Linked DNA regions of Sus scrofa: region 2 is linked to region 1. Evidence: chromatin contacts called from public HiChIP or PLAC-seq data. All regions are on one chromosome and are shown on one strand. The core of a region is the stretch at or near the end of the contact, and the rest is flanking DNA. Distances in the headings are between cores, read along the strand shown.

Region 1 (7,935 bases), core at 1,699-4,198:
ACAAGGTAAACACCGCTTATCTTTTCAACTTCTGGGCTCTGTTCTGGGGATGAGGGACCTGAGTTCTAGCCCTGCTCTGTCTCAGACCAGCTGTGGGCCTTGGGCAAATCTTTTAACCTGTTTCCTCAACTATAAAATGGGAATGACACCAGCACCTCCTTCCGTGCTGTGCCAGGGATGCTGGCTGGGGAGGTGGAAAGAGTGGGTCTCCTGGAGGCTGACAAGTCTGGGTCTGAGTTCCAGCGCTGCTACTTACTGACTGCGAGACCTCGGGCAGGTTACTCAGCCTCTCAGGGCCAAGCTGCTAAAGCAACGGGTGATGTTAAGGCTACTACTACACACATTGTTGTGAGAGTGAAATGTTATCAAGTGGGTAAAATGTGAAGCACTGAAAGGAGTGAGCAATAGCCATAGCTGTCAACTGATCCATTGCAATCATTGGATAAGAGTCCATCTGTCTGCCCTGCCTCTAGGAGGCACCACTATCATCCACCCAGAGGGACGGGTGGCGAGTCTGGGAGTGGTTAGCCAGGTCCTCTGGCTCTCCCCTGGTACCCAGGCCTGCAGGGAAACTTCTACCAGGAGGTGAATGTCACCTGCAGTCAAGGAGGCTCATCCTCAGGTGAGAACAGCCTGTTGCTGGGCCCCTTCCCCGAGGCCCGCCCAGCCTGGCCGGCACCCCTGCTCACCTGATTGGACTGGCTGGGGAGTCCAGGTCAGAGGCTGACACCTGGCCCACCAGGGTCCCGGGAGCCTTGTTTTCGGGCACCGACAGGTGGTAGGCAGCCTGGGAGAAGGCAGGTGGCTCTGGGGCGTCCTGCACAGCCACGCGCACTGAGGCCACGTCCTTGAAGGGCCCTCGCCGCAGATAGGCTGGGTCGATGAGCGTGTTGGTGGCCTCCACACGGAAGGAGTAGGAGCGACGGTTCTCGAAGTCCAGGGGCTGTGGGGAGGGAGATGGAGTGACTGCGGCAGATGGAGACCAGGGAGGAGGGCACCAGAGGGGTGGTAGCCTTGGTGGGCAGAACTCTAGGTCTGCCCCCAGTTCCATCACAGACTTGCTCTATGCAAAGTCTTCAACCAGTCACTTCCCCATGAAGTGCCCCAGGCCCTCATCTGAAGGATGAGGAGGTGACCATGATCTCCAAGCTCCAACACAGGGATCCTGAGTCTGTTCTAGACCAGTTAGAGGCATGACCCCTGGGGCAGGAGGCAGTTATGAGTGGGTCTGTGGCATGAGACAGGAGGCTAACCTTGCGGACAGTGAGGAGCCCATCTCGACCCTGGGAGTCTGTGCTGATGCTGAAGGCCTCGGACCCCTCCCCGTCCAGGATGCTGTATGCCATGAGGGCGTTGTCCCCCAGGTCTGGGTCCTGGGCCTGCAGCCGGCCCACCAGGGTGCCCGGCCCAGCGGTCTCCACCACGGAGAACTGGTACAGGCCTTGGGGAGGATGGAGGGAGACGATCTTAGAGAGGTCTCCAGCCCTCCTCCCTCTCCCGGCATGTCCTTCTCCCAGGCCTGGCTCGGGAGGGGTGGGAGGGCAGATTTCTCAAGAGGCTGCAAGGGGTGGGGTGCTTAAAAGATGGCTCAGGCGACAGCACTGGCCCCTTACTCTGCGGGAACTTGGGGGGGTTGTCGTTGACATCGCTGAGGGTGACCGTCACCGTAGTGCTGCCCGACAGCCCCCCCATGTGGCCACCCATGTCCTTGGCCTGAATCACCACCAAGAACTCCTCCTGCGTCTCACGGTCCATGTTGGGGATGGCGGTCCGCACCACTCCTAGGGAGAGATGATGGATCAGAGGGTGCCTGGTCCCAAGGCAGCCCCACCCGGCTCCTGAGCTCTAGCCTCACCAGTCTGGGGGTCCACAGAGAAGAAAGGTAGTCCATCCAGCACGGTGTACACCAGCTTGGCGCTGTTCCCGTAGCTGGGGTCATCAGCATCATGAGCAGTCACCTGGATCACTGAAGTCCCTGTGGGGGATCCCGGCACCCCACTCAGCAGGGGCAGAGCCAAGTAGGGAAGAACAGCAGACGATCAGGACCCAGACATGAGTGGGGCTGAACTGAGGGAGGTGGCTTCCGGGGCAGAAAGGGGTGGGGGAGGGAGAGGTGAGGGAGGGCGCTCTAGGAGGTGGGATCCACGATGTCCGGACTCGGGATACTCACCGACGTTGGACATCTCGGGCACTGTGGCGTGGTATGGCCCGAGGGGAAAGATGGGTGGATTGTCATTAATGTCTTGCACCTTGATGATGAACTCTGATGGGGGCTCCAGGGGGCGGTTGGAGGCTCGGTCCACAGCTTGGGCCAGTAGCACATACTGGGCCTTCTCCTCCCGGTCCAGGCTCTTGGTGACATGGATATTGCCTGTGGCCTCATCGATCACAAATACGGTGCCTGCCCCCTCTCCCGTCAGCAGGTACTTGGTGCGGCCCTCACCCCTGTCCACGTCCGAGTGCAGCTGTACGGGTCAGGGAAAGATGGCAGCGGGTTCCAAGCGCAGGGACAGAAAGTTAAAGAGTCTAAGTCTGGGCCTCGGTGGAGTGTTGGGAGTTCTGAGGGACCAAGGTCATTGCAGAAGTGAAGTTGCAGGGCAGAGCCTTGAGAGTCAGGGTAGACATGGGAGGCTTGATCCTTACCTTGCCAATAAGGACGGGCTCTGGTCCAGCATATTCCTCAATGACAAAGAATTGGTTCCACACCCAGCTCCTTCGGGTCCGAAGCAGTGCTGGTCCTGGGCCTCCCCGGGACCCTGCCCAAGCCCGGGCTGGGGCTGCCAGGCGCCCCATGCAGCCCCAGCCACCCAGCCAGGCCAGCAGGAGCCTCACCAGGCCCCACATGTTTGGGCACCAGCCAGGGCTCTGTTCACTGCCCCTGGGTGTTAAGGCATGAGCTGCCTGGGGCAGAGGGGCAGATGCTTTGGGACTACCCCATGGATCCACACCTGCAGGAGAGGTAGCTGTTCAGGGTCAAGGAAACCCTTAACCCTCCCCCCTCCAAAGTTAGATGCTCAAGATCAGACCTCCGAGGAACCAGAAACACCAGTGACCAGAAACCAGACTAAGACAGAAAGCAGTCTGATCTTTCCCTCCACCCAGGCTCTGCCTGTATTCACCTCCAGCCCTCCAAGCTGATAAATCTCCGGCCAGTCAAGTGAGTAGAGAAGCTTGGGGAGAAAATAGGAGAGGGTATGCTGGGAGGGCTGGGAACCTCAAATCTGGCTCCTGTTCTCCCAGGGTGGGCATGCAGCTGGGGGCTGGAGGAAATGGGGGCTACCAGGGAAAGGGCTTAAAATAAAGGGATCTGGACTCCTGGAGGTGTGATCTGAGGGTGCCTAGGGTCAGGGTGAGAGGACAAGGAGTGCAGCCTCAAACAGGGTTGAAAGCCTGTGAAAGTCCCTCCTCCACAGAGAACCCCGCCTCTCCAGAAACTGACCCTAACACACTGCTAGCTGAAGTCCTTGAAGGGAGACCTGGACTCATGAGGCATTGTAGGGGCCAGAGCTGGAAGAAGAGGGGTGGCAGAGGCCAGGAGACCGGGGAGGGGGAGCAGAGGCAGACCCAGAGGCTAGAGACACAGCGTGATTGAGGTTGAGACCAAGACTCAGGGACTGGCTGCAGAGACAGAGACAGAATGGCAGCAAGAGACAGAAGGAAAGAGACCCAAGGTGGCAGCCTGGGTGTCTGAAAAGCAGAGAGGAGTCATATGGGTACCAGGCTAGAGAATGGGTGGCTGAGAGGGCAGAGGGGCTTTCAGTATGTGTGATGGACAGGAAGGGGCAGCTTCAGCTGAGGGGGTTAGACCAGGCCACCCTGGAGGAGAACTTCATTCTGGGAGAGGGGGCAGCCAGGAGGGGCTGTGGGATGGAAGCTAGAGAGAGGACCCTTCCCACCACTGTCTTCTCCCTCTCCTCCTAGGGGGTCCCCCCAGGTGGCTGTGGCTGCGCCTCTCCTCCCCCAGAGCAGACACACACCTGACAGTCCTTTCCTTCCCGAGGGAAGAGGGAAGCCGGAGGCGAGCCGGCGACCGGAGAGGGAGGCGGGACGAGGAGGGAGAAGGAAAGGGAGAGAGGAGTGGGAAATAGGAGAGTGGGAAAGGGAAGGGGAGAGGAGAGAGAAGGAACAGGGGAAGGAAAGGAGAGCGGGAAAAGGAAGAGACGGGAAAGGAGAGAGAGGTGGAGGAAGAAAACAGCAAAGAGGAAGAGGAGATGGAGCAAGACAGGGTAAGAAGGAGAGAGAAGGGTTGGGGAGACAGAGGGAAGGGGCAGAGAAGGCAAACAGGCAGAGAGAAGGCTGGGTGAAGAGAGATCGAGGGAGAGGAAAATGGTTAAAAGAGGGAGAGAGGTGCGAGGGAAGAAGGGAAAGCTGGAGAGCGCGGGAGAAGGGAGCCGGCAGTGGGCTCCCAGCCGCGGAGCGCACCGCTCACCGCTCTGAAGATACCCGCAGGCTGCGGGCCCCCTGCTGCCCCTGCGCGAATTCCCGACCGCGGGCTCCGGAGCAGAAGCCCTTACCTGGCAGTGCCGAGGGGCCCAGCCCGGCGGGGACGGTCTCCGCCGGCCCCAGCCGCCGGGTCCCAGGGGGGCACAGCCCCGAGCCGATCCGAGCGGGCGCCGCGGCTCCGCTGCAGGTCTGAGCGGCCCCGGCTGAGAACAAGGGAGCGAGACGGAGGGGGCGGGGGAAGGAGGCTCCGCCTGCGGAGGAGCGAGGCGGCTCCGCGCCGCGCAGGAGAGGAGAGCCCAGCCTCCGACCCTCCCCTGCCCAGCCCGGGCCGCGCGGCGGGGGCGGGGGCGGGGGCGGCGTTGGTGCCCGCCCCCTCGGCGCTGCCGGCCGCCGGGCGCATACAGATGCGGCTCCCTTTTGGGCCGGGGTCCGCAGCGCCCGGAGGGGCAGGAGGGCAGAAGGGCGTCCAGGCCACGGCGCCAGGCCGTTTCCGAAGAGCTAGTGGGGAGGGCGCACCCAGGAACGCAAAGCGGCCCGCACGCCCCCAGTAGCCGGGTGAAGGGCGAGCGTGCGGCGAGGCGGGGAGTCGAGAGCCCACTGCGGAGGCCCTGCTCCCCGCTCCTTGTTCCCGGTCCGGCCTTGGGAGCTGCTGTACACCCCGGCCGTGAGGCGGTGGCATTTTGGGAGCCCGTGCAGGGCAGCATAGCGAGCCGACTGGGGACCCTAAGCGCGGCGTAAGGGTCCAGGGAGTCCTCGGGCTGGGCTCAGGGAACAGGTCAGGAATCAAGGCACAGCCTCGGCGGGAAGGCACGGAGGTGGGGAGCGAAGCCTCTTGGGGAAGCTCATTTACAGGAGCCTACAGAGCGAGCGGCTGCCGCCCCCTGGTGGCACCTTCAAGGTGCCAAGCAGGTGACCGAACGCCTCTAGCACAGGGCTGAGAAGCCCTGAAAGGACCCCTCTCTTCCCAGGGGGTCTTCCCCTCTACCCTCTAGAGAGGAAGATCCGCAGTTGCGGTGGCAGGGATGGAGGGAGGGTGGTGAGTCCCTGCTCCGGGAAGCAGGAGGCTAAGTGAAGTGTAGGGAATGCCAGCAACACGGCTGCACTGCATACTCAAGCTTCCTCTTCAATTTGGCTCTCACCCAGGCCCTGTCCAAGGAAAGCCACTCACTCACACACTAGTTAAAACTAAGTCAGATTTATTATTTTCCATAGACCACATCATTTAATAATAAAAAAAAATAAAAATAAAAATTGAACAAAAGGAAAAGGTGGATATAAAGTGGAACCGGTGGACAGGAGGCAAGGGCTGCAGGACTGAAGAGACTGGGAACTGCAGGGGCCCTGGGACTCAGGAGGAGATGCTGATTCAGCTCATAGGTGACCCAGTCCTGGCCCCGGCTGTTCCCAAGAAGTGGGTGCGAGTACCAAAGCAGGTGGTGAGCAGGATGGAGGAAAAACAAGAGGCTTGGGGCTCCTGGCTGCTCCCGACCTCTGGGCCAACCACCTCCCTCCTTCACCTAGTTCTTCCCTCTCACAGACTTAATGGGAAATGAGAGAGAGGAGAGGGCTAAGTCCCAAGAGATAAGATTACCGGGGTGGTGGTGGGGAAGATTCTTGGCCACTGCTCCATTTGGTATGTGGGGACAGGTGGCAGCCATACTTCATCACTGGGCAAAAGATGTGAAAGACCCCTGGTTCCAGGGTGGTGGAGATTGTACCTATCCCTCTGTGGCCTTGAACCCCCTGGGGCAGGGTGGCTGACGCCTGCAGCTCTCCCTAGTGTTTTCTGGCTAGCGGCGCCCACCCCGGTCCCGCACAGGTGTGCTCCGACTCCGGCTCCTGCTGTGGCGCTTGGTGTCCCTGCGGTCCCTCTCCCTGCCTCGTTCCCGATCCCTCTCCCTCTCCCGATCTCGATCCCCCCTGTCCCTTTCCCTGTCCCTGTCTCTCTCCCTGTCCCTCTCCCGGCTGTGCTCTCGCCGCTTCTCCCTTTCCAGCTGTCGGGTCCGTTCCCGCTCCGCCTCCTTCTCCCGCTCCTTCTGCTCCTCTTCTTCTTGCTCCTTTCGCCGCTTCTCCCGCTCCTTGGCCCGTTCAGCCCGCTCTGCCTCCTTCTGAACAATCTGTAGCAGGCAGGGAAGGCAGAGGGAGGCACCTCAGCCCCACTCACAGCAGTCCCACCCCATCTCCCTGCCCCTGGACCCTGCACTCCTAGCCTGGGGTCCCTGTCAGTCTCGCTGTTACAGAAGAAGGGGGAGCGCTCCTCAGTCACACTTGTCCTTGTCTCAGAGCCCCAAGCCCTCCTAGTTTTCACCTTTTATGCCCACGACAGGTAGTGGTACCATCTGTGCCTCGCCTCTGGTACTTCCCAAGCTACCTAGATGTGAACAAATCTCTCTTCTCTTTAGTGGAGTAGCCTAAGCCTAAAATTCGCAAAAGGCCCATCACAAAGAAACTTGAATTTAAAAGGCTAATATCCCCAGACATTAAAAAGAAGAGAAACAGATGAGTTTATAAAACACAGATTTCTTAGCTAACTAAAATCAATTTCTAAGAGGCGTGACTGGCACAGCCAACTTCCTGGGACATAAAGTTCCGACCAACGTGTTTCTCTGTGCCTTCAGGGGTCTGGCTTCTCTATGACATACTCAATTAACTGGGTTGTAAAACTGCCTTTCTCTGAGGCTTAGTCTCTGCCTTATTATCCTAAGCCAAAACCTGGGCCTATTCACTCTCATAGTCACATGACTTTCCACCTGCTTGGGCTCCCTAGCCTTGATGTGCTCTGAGCAGGGCAAGAAAGCAGGTGCTCACCTGGCTGTCAGTCAGTGGGAGCCAATAGATGCAGGGAGCTGCCTTGGTCTTACGGAAAAGGTCGTCCAGCAGCTTGGCAGGTGGCTCTTCCTGAGCTTTCTCTGAGGTGGAAGAAAGTGAGTCAGACTTGATGCACACAACCCTGTGCCCCATCCCATTTAGGTCCCTTCCCCACCTACTTGTGGGTCTGTGTACCCCCACTGCTAAGTACCTTTCTTCTCACTCTTTTTTTCCTTAGACTTTGCACGTTCCTTGCGGCGGCGGTCACGGGACCGGGACCGGGACCGGGGTCCTTCTCGAACTTTATCCCGATCCCATTCACGCTCAGATCGAGTTCGTTCTCGCCGCTCCATTTCCCGTTCCCGCTCTGCCCACTGCTCCCGCACCGCCCGCTCCTGTTCCCGCTGCTCTGCCCTGGGGTGCTGTGGTGGCTGGGCTGGGGGAGGGGGCGGGGGGTGCAGCGGCCGTGGTACCCCCTGCTCCTCTGTTTTCGTTTCAGACGGTCGGTCTACCAAGAGGCCTCGGTGATAATCCAGCTGTGGGTAGAGGGACAAGGACAATCAGGATGGAGATGACATCTCTCCCAACGAAGGAGCCTGGGTACCAGTGAACAGACTTTGAAGCCCCATAGTTCAGCTAAAGGAACCAAGGGGAGAAAGAAGCTGTGACTGCAGTGCAGCCAGG
Region 2 (7,935 bases), core at 2,144-4,643, 42 kb before region 1:
GGCAGAATGAGGTCCTAAGGATTCCACGTAATCCGGAAATTTCATGTATGTGTGTATAATAATATGAGTTTGTTTAACCCAGGGTAGCACCGTCTTTTTAAAATTACGTCTGCTAAAACGCAACTTGGTGACATTAAAATTTCCAGTTTAAGACTTTCGCATCCGTGCGCCTGACGTAAAGGACTCTTCCTGCATTTATGAAGAAACTGAAAAATGAGAAACTAGCTCCTAAGGCTGCATCGTGTGCCCAGGAAGCCCTCGGTAAATGTTAGCTGATTAAATATTAGTCAAAGTTGACAAGGTAGGCACCAGGAACACACAACCATTTCCGAAGAGAAGGTGTGTTTCAGCTGCAAGCAGGGCAGCCTCAGCGGCGCAAGGGGTAGCAGAGCTCGAGGGGACAGGGCGCCCTGCCACTGGGTCCCCCCGGGTAGACTGTGCCCTGAGGGTTCCGGGAAAGGGGTGCTCCGCAGAGGACGCAAAGAGCAGACTGGCCCGAGACGCAGCTGGGGATCTTGCTGGGTCACCTTAAGCAGACTATGTTTGTAAGAAAGCTCTGAAGACTGAGGGGACTTCCTGTAGCAGTCTCGCTTTGGCGGCCCTACGGGTGTCCCACCACGTGTGCCCCGCGCCTAGCGGCAGCTGACTCAGCTGTGCTGAGGCGGGCGCGCGCGGACAGCTGGGGAAGACCGCGGCGCCGGCGCGTGTACCCGTCCGGCGCGCGCACGCGGTTAAGCCCCGCCCCACCAGTCCCTGGGCCCTCGGTGATTGGTAGATGGACGACTGGGCGGAGTAGGGTCGAGAACGTTATTGGCCACAATCCACAATCACTCAAAGAGCCAGGGAGGGGAGGGGCCTCTTCAGGGAGAGATACGACTGGAGCCTTTTTCAAGGCCGTCAGACGCCATCTTTAGGTGGCTTTTTTGTTTTGTTTACTCGCTTTTGTTCTCTGCTGCCCGGAAAGCTGCGTGTACACGGTCGTAGGTACAGTGACCACAAATTGGTCTCTTACATTTGGTAGTGACAAGCTTTTAGTTCCTGCCGGCCTCAGTTACAGATTTTTCAGATACCACTAACAAGGTATTAGTTGCCCTTAGTTCAAAGTTTTCATCTTGAGGGACCTCGCGAATCCCAGGCTAAACCGAGTTTAGCTTTATTTTGCCTTGGTAGGAGGTACATTCGTAGGAGGAATTCTCTTTCTTACGAAGAAACTCAAAGCAAGGACATTGGCTGTGAGCCTAAATTCCTAGCAAAAATCAAGTAGTCTAGGAAGACAGGGGCTTGGGCTGTGTACTGCTCTAGGAAGAGCTTTCTGTTTTCTGAGAAGGTAGAAAGTATATGTGATGGCCTGCAGTGAAGTGGGAAAGAGTAAGAAAGAGCAAAACTCCATTAAAATTCTCAGCACTGCTGCCATCACAAAGGTCACTAGACTGACTGGATTCCAAAGACATGCAGGTCTAAATTTGTGGAATGATCCACATTTGAGACATTTATTAAGCACTGATCTGACTTATTAGGGAATAAAAATGCACTCAGTACAGGTAAGAAATCCAGAGGGTCCAAAGAGGGCCACCTTATAGTGAATGTAAAGACATGTACAGATAATTTTATCGCATTTGTTAGGCATCCTAAATACTGTTTGAAACTGAGTGGGTTGCTGGCTGGGGAACGGGAATGTACTACCATCGTCATACTGGGGTTTTGTGTGAAATTTGAACTCTACCATAGATCCTTTTTTTATCTCCTGGTTGCTACTTCACTTGTGACATTCCAGTTTCTCCCTCATCAGCCCATATGCTTCCTATGCTTTCACCCCAATCTGCAAATACAGATTTGAATGTAAATATTTTCTGTAGGACTCCTAATAGGAGACAGTGGTTCTGAAAGAGTGAAGTGAGAATACAGCTCCTGTACAGGGAGACACTGCTCTCAGCCCTCTCAATTCATACACACACTTCTCTCTGTGACTTTGAGCATTTTCATTCCAAAAATGCAACATGATAACCAAAATGCATTTCTTATCCTGCATATATATTATTGGCCTTTGCTTCCTCTTGGCCCCTCCTCCATCATCACCACCACTATGAACAGTTTCTGAGAATTGGACTTGACTAAATTATTTTCCTGATACTTTGCCAGCTGTGGAGCTTTTGAAACAAATCCCAACCTATAAACGACCATTTTGTCAAAAAGCCAAGAGAGAACTTCCCTTCTGAACACACCAACCAAACCACACATAAAGGCCAAAATATACACAGCTGTACATTTAAGAACGTGAGACAATAAAAACCAAAACCACTAAGGCAAAACAGTCACTAAAGAAGGCTTTAACCACAGACTCAATAAATTGCATATCCTCATTTGCCACATGGACTACATATTCCCTGGCAATTTAATCTGGTACTTTAGAAGTAGAGCAAAAAAAATATCAAATGCACATAGAATGAAAGTGCCTAAGTATTTTATGCATGGGATTTCTTCTCAGGTTTAATTTGCACATAAACTCCTGTCTGGATCACATTTGGGAACACAACAGAAAAAAAAAAAAAAAATCCACATCCTAGGGGCTACTTTGCACACATAAAACCAAAGGCAGTCACTTTTGAAAATAAAATCTGATATGGCACATATACACATACTGTACATATACACAAAGCACAAAACCCCAAGATAAATCTTTACGAAATTATTTGCTTCAGGAAACACACACACACACACACACACACACAAGGTTCTCATGAAAAATGTTTGTAAGACATACTGTAAGAAGGGCTTTGACTCCCCCCTCCCCAGGGAAATGAGTGTTACAATTAAGAATATCTAAACATTTTTAGCCTCTTGGCCTTGGACAATTGCCACATTCAAGCCACTTAGTTTTGGTTCTGGGGGGAGGGTGTGTAAAACGCACGCAAACAGCTTTGTGAGGGAGTCTCAAATCTCCGCTTCCTTCGACGTTGCCTGTGGCAGAAATTTACATTATCCCTTCGAGCCCGCTTAAAAAAAAAGAAATCTATACTTCCCAAGAGGCCAAATTTTTTTTTTAAATCCCTTGACCATAAAAATTTACCAGTTCTTAAAATGTGATAGCAAAAAGAAAAAATATAAATTTGGCTGGAAACAGTTGTACACGGCCATCCTGCTTCTCAACTTCTTGGTATATTTAAAACCTTGACCAGGAAAAAGAAAGAGGAAGAGAGACAGAAAAAGAAATGGGGGAAAGCGCACATTCCCCTTAGCAACAGTTTCCTCACCCCAGCACTGCCACAGATCTCTATTTTTAAAAAATTTGAAAACACACACAAGATTAAGGAGGAAAAAAAATGGAAAAAGGATACCCGAAGGTCGTATGGCTCTTTGTATTCGTGTGTGTGCAAAAAGGAGGACTCGCGGAGCCGGAGCCGGCAAGCCCCGCCCCTCCCCGGACGCCCGCCCGGATTGGCCGCCAGCGGCCGCGGGGCGCCCCGCCCGCGAGCACACGCGCGGCGCCTGAGGACGGTGCCCCTGGGGGAGGGGGCGCTCCTAAGGGCCACCCGACCCCCGACCCCAGACTCCAGACCCCCGACCTCTGCAGCTCGGTCTCTGGCGCCATGGCTGACACCTGTGCCCTTCCCTACTTCTTTCCCCTTCCTTTCACTTTCTCACCCCCCCTTTCACCCTTTCCCATGTTGTTTTTTTCCTCTGTGAATCCAGGCCCTCGTCATCAGCATAAATAACAATCCAGTGAGTGAGCACCTTCCGACAATTTGCCAAACTTAACTAGTCAGTAAAATTTCTAAACTGGGATTATGCATCAAGCACTTGGTCCTTGGGCCAGAGTTCATGATTTCCAGGTAGAATGTCTGGGTCACGTCTGTTGCTTAACGCTCCCACCTTTAAGTGAACATTCCTACAAGTATGTGATGTCCTTCAGGTGAAAAATAAAGTAGTCTTACACTTTGGGCGTGGATTTTGCTCAGCCTTCGTCCCCAGTTTTTCCTCTATTTGGCTAATACTGCATTCTCAAGAACCTAAAATGGTCTCCCTTTACCTCCTGCATGAAGACCCGATTGTTTACACTTGGATTTTAAACCACCCATAGTCTGGCCCCAGGCCCCTGTTTGTACTTGGGTCCCACTGCCCTCACCTCTTCACTCCGGTATTATTGGTATTATTCCTTTGCTCAAGTGGTCTCATCCGTCTGCAGTAAATAATGCCTGTCTTTGACTAGTCAGTTTTTATCCATTCTTCAGCTGTTTCAGTCAACGCAGACCACTTCCTTCTCTCCTTTATCAGCATGAACTTCATGCTTACTCAAGTTAGCTGTGCTTAATTCTACCTTGATTGTTTCAAATGTTTTAGTAATTTCACCCTAGTAAATTGAGATCAGAGTTTGGTTTTTTTTTTGTTTGTTTGTTTGTTTTTTGTCTTTTTGCCTTTTCTAGGGCCGCTCCTGTGGCATATGGAGGTTCCCAGGCTAGGGGGTCTAATCAGACAGAGCTGTAGCTGCCAGCCACAGCCACAGCCACAGCCACAGCAACGTGGGATCCAATCTGCATCTGCAACCCACACCACAGCTCACGCATGGCAACACTGGATCCTCAACCCACTGAGCAAGGCCAGGGATCGAACCCACAACCTCATGGTTCCTAGTCGGATTCATTAATCACTGTGCCACAAAGGGAACTCCCAGAGATTATATATCTTAAACTTTCATCCATTCAGGAACTTTTTGGGGGGATTTATTTTTTAGGACCACACCCACGGCATATGGAGGTTCCCAGGCTAGGGGTTGAATAGGAGCTGCAGCTGCCAGCCTACACCACAGATTCAAGGGGCAACAATATCAGATCCAAGCAGCTTCTGTGACCTATGGCACAGCTCATGACAACATCAGATCCTTAACCCACTGAGCAAAGCCAGGGATCAAACCTGCATCCTCATGAGCCATGGTGGGAACTCCCTTCAGGAACTTTTTTCTTTTTTTTATCCTTACTGCAGCAGCTGGCATAATTATGGACATTTATTAAGCACTGAAAAAAAAATCATATATAATTAAATGAGTGGATTTTTTTTCTAGCTAAGATTTTGAAACTCAGATCCCACAAGTATTTGTCTTCTATAGTAACAGTTTATGAGCACTTAATGTGCAAGGATTGCTCTGAACACTTTACAGGTATTGACTTATTTAATAATCTCTGTAATAGTGGGGAGGTACTATCATTATCCTCACTTTATAGATTAGACTGAGGCACAGAGAGGTATAATAATTTGACTAAGGTCACAGAGCTAGTAAGAGGTAGGCTTGGAACTTGAACCCAGAAAATCTAGCTTCATAGCCCAAGTTCTTTTTTTTTTCTTTATGCAACCACAGCATATGGAAGTTCCCAGGCTAGGGGTCGAATTGGAGCTGCAGCTGAGGCCTACGCCACAACCATAGCAATGCCAGATCCGAGGAGCATCAGCAACCAACACAGCAGCTTTCGGCAACATACCAGATCCTTAACCCACTGAGTGAGGCCAGGGATCGAACCTGGATCCTCACAGAGACAACTTTGGGTTTTTAACCCACTGAGCCGCAAAAGAACTCATTCATAGCCCCAGTTCTTAACTGCTGTGCCTCACTGGCTCAACAGCACAGCTTTAAAAAACTATTGCTATCTGATTTCATCCTCACAACATTCCACAAGACAAATGGCCTGAATGCTTCTAAGATATCAGCGTAATGAAGCCACACACAAAGGTGAGGGGACTGTTTTAAATTAAAGGACAATAAAAAGATATAACCACTAAATTCGAAATATGATCTCTGATTGAATGTGGGTCAGGAAAAAAACTGTAATGGACTTTTACCAGGATAATTGGGGAAAATTCAATATGATAAGTGAAATATATGAAATTAGATAACATAATTAGATCAGTATAAAGCAGACAGGTTATCGGCATCCCCATTTTATAGAAAACAGAGGATCAGAGAGAGGTACTACAAGGTCTCATAGCTAATAGATTGCCCACCCGGAACCTCAAGCCAGCTGTCTTATTCAGCATCCCCAACATTTCAGCACTAGCTGTCACTCAGGCCTCCTCCATTCACTTGTTGGTTCTCAAAGTCTGGGACATTCTTGGTAGGATTTCATTCTCAGTAGAAAGTCCAGTTGCCTCCAAGAGTTTTCACCCTAGCATCACCCTGGCTTATGTGGCAACCCAAGCAACAGCTTTGCCTGTTACATGGAAATGAGGCAGGAGCGTTTATATTTTTAAGGGTTATAGATTTTGTGTTTCCTTTCCCAAATTTTCCATTAATTAAAAAAATAACACAAGCCAGCCAGAAAAACATTAACTTTTGATAATATCCTAGGACAGGAGTTCCTGTTGTGGCGCAGCAGAAATGAATCTGAATAGGAACTATGAGGTGGCGGGTTCAATTACTGGCCTTGTTTGGTGGGTTAAGGATCCGGCATTGCTGTGAACTGTGGTGTAGGTTGCAGACGTGGCTCAGATCCAGAGTTGCTATGGCTGTGGTGTAGGCTAATAGCAGTAGCTCCGATTCAGCCCCTAGCCTGGGAAACTCTATATGCTGTGGGTGCAGCCCTAAAAAAAAAAAGTAATAATCTGTTTCTCTTCTCCCTATGGTAAAATCTAACTTCCTCTGGCATGAGGCCAGAAAGCTGTTTCTTTTTTGTTGTTGTTGTTTTGCTTTTTTGCTTTTTAGGGCCATACCTGCAGCATGTGTAGGTTCCCAGGCTAGGGCTTGAATTGGAGCTACAGCTACCAGCCTACACCACAGCCACAGCAACTCTGGATCTGAGCCACATCTGTGACCACAACAGCTCACCACAACGCCAGATCCTTAAGCCACTGAGTGAGGCCTGGGATCGAACCCGAGTCCTCATGGATACTAGTCGGATTCATTCCCACTAAGCCACAACAGGAACTCCCAGGGAAGCTGTTTCCTACAGTCATTCTTTTTTTTTTTTTTTTTTTTTTTTTTTTTGGTCTTTTGTCTTTTTAGGGCTACACCCACGGCATATGAAGGTTCCCAGGCTAGGGGTCTAATGGGAGCTATAGCTGCCAGCCTACACCACAGCCACAGCAACGCAGGATCCAAGCCTCATCTTCGACCTACACCACAGCTCACGACAACGCCAGATCCTTAAACCACTGAGCAAGGCCAGGGATTGAACCCGCAACCTCATGGTTCCTAGTTGGATTCATTTCTGCTGCACCACGATGGGAACTCCTGACAATCATTCTTGAGCACACCTGAGAGCGTTTTATTTTTTATTTTTTTTTAATTTTGTTATAAAACCTAGAAGTATGTAATTTATTTATTTATTTATTTATTTATTTATTTATTTATTTTATTTTCCCACTGTACAGCAAGGGGGTCAGGTTATCCTTAGATGTATACATTGCAGTTACAGTTTTTTCCCCCAATGAGAGCGTTTTAGAATAGTAGTGGAAGGAAATCCCAGAGCCAGTCTGGACAGTGTCCTCAGAGACACTGGAGAGGGAACTGTCTGAGAAAGCTGGGATTTGGAGAAAGGAAAGACATTTCAGAAAGGTGGAAGATAGCACATGCCACCAAGGATCCTACCTGGGCTCTACTGAGTCAAGGCTGATCTACATTTACATGCAAAGGAAAAGAGAAGGAAGACAGGCAGGCAGGAGGGAATAGTACTCAAGAAAGGGTGAGTAATTTATGTTGTAGCAGGAGTGAGAGCAGATGAGATTTTATTTTTGACTGTGCCCAAGGCATGTGGAAGTTCCTGGGCCAGGGAATGAACCTGTGTGCCATAGCAGTGTACCACAGCCCCAAGTCCTATCAGTGTATTGGACCGCTGCAGTAACAGCACTGGATCCCTAACCTGTTGCGCCACAAGAGAACTCTGAATTTGATGAATCTTTTTAGGGCCACACCCATAACATATGAAGTTCCCAGGCTAGGGTGTCGAGTGA

The links. HiChIP or PLAC-seq counts read pairs in DNA pulled down with a chosen protein or histone mark.
Region 2: an H3K27ac HiChIP or PLAC-seq map of skeletal muscle shows a contact between it and region 1. The contact joins the promoter of C7H14orf93 here to the promoter of CDH24 in region 1. A contact is called at or near these places in 7 of 47 Hi-C or Micro-C datasets (embryonic fibroblasts, epiblast stem cells, mesenteric adipose tissue and 3 more) and 2 of 2 datasets of contacts at active chromatin or transcription factors (alveolar macrophages and skeletal muscle).

Annotation. Positions count from the first base shown.
Region 1 is chr7:75,986,918-75,994,852 of Sscrofa11.1, reverse strand. It overlaps CDH24 (cadherin 24), which reads right to left and starts at 2,948. Exons shown (of 12, transcript NM_001243615.2): 1 at 2,644-2,948; 2 at 2,171-2,465; 3 at 1,856-1,975; 4 at 1,614-1,781; 5 at 1,254-1,441; 6 at 690-943. The coding sequence starts at 2,844. ACIN1 (apoptotic chromatin condensation inducer in the nucleus) reads right to left here. Exons shown (of 19, transcript XM_021099243.1): 17 at 7,463-7,787; 18 at 7,252-7,352; 19 at 5,619-6,560. The coding sequence ends at 6,234.
Region 2 is chr7:76,029,208-76,037,142 of Sscrofa11.1, reverse strand. C7H14orf93 reads right to left here and starts at 3,393. Exons shown (of 7, transcript XM_021099247.1): 1 at 3,336-3,393.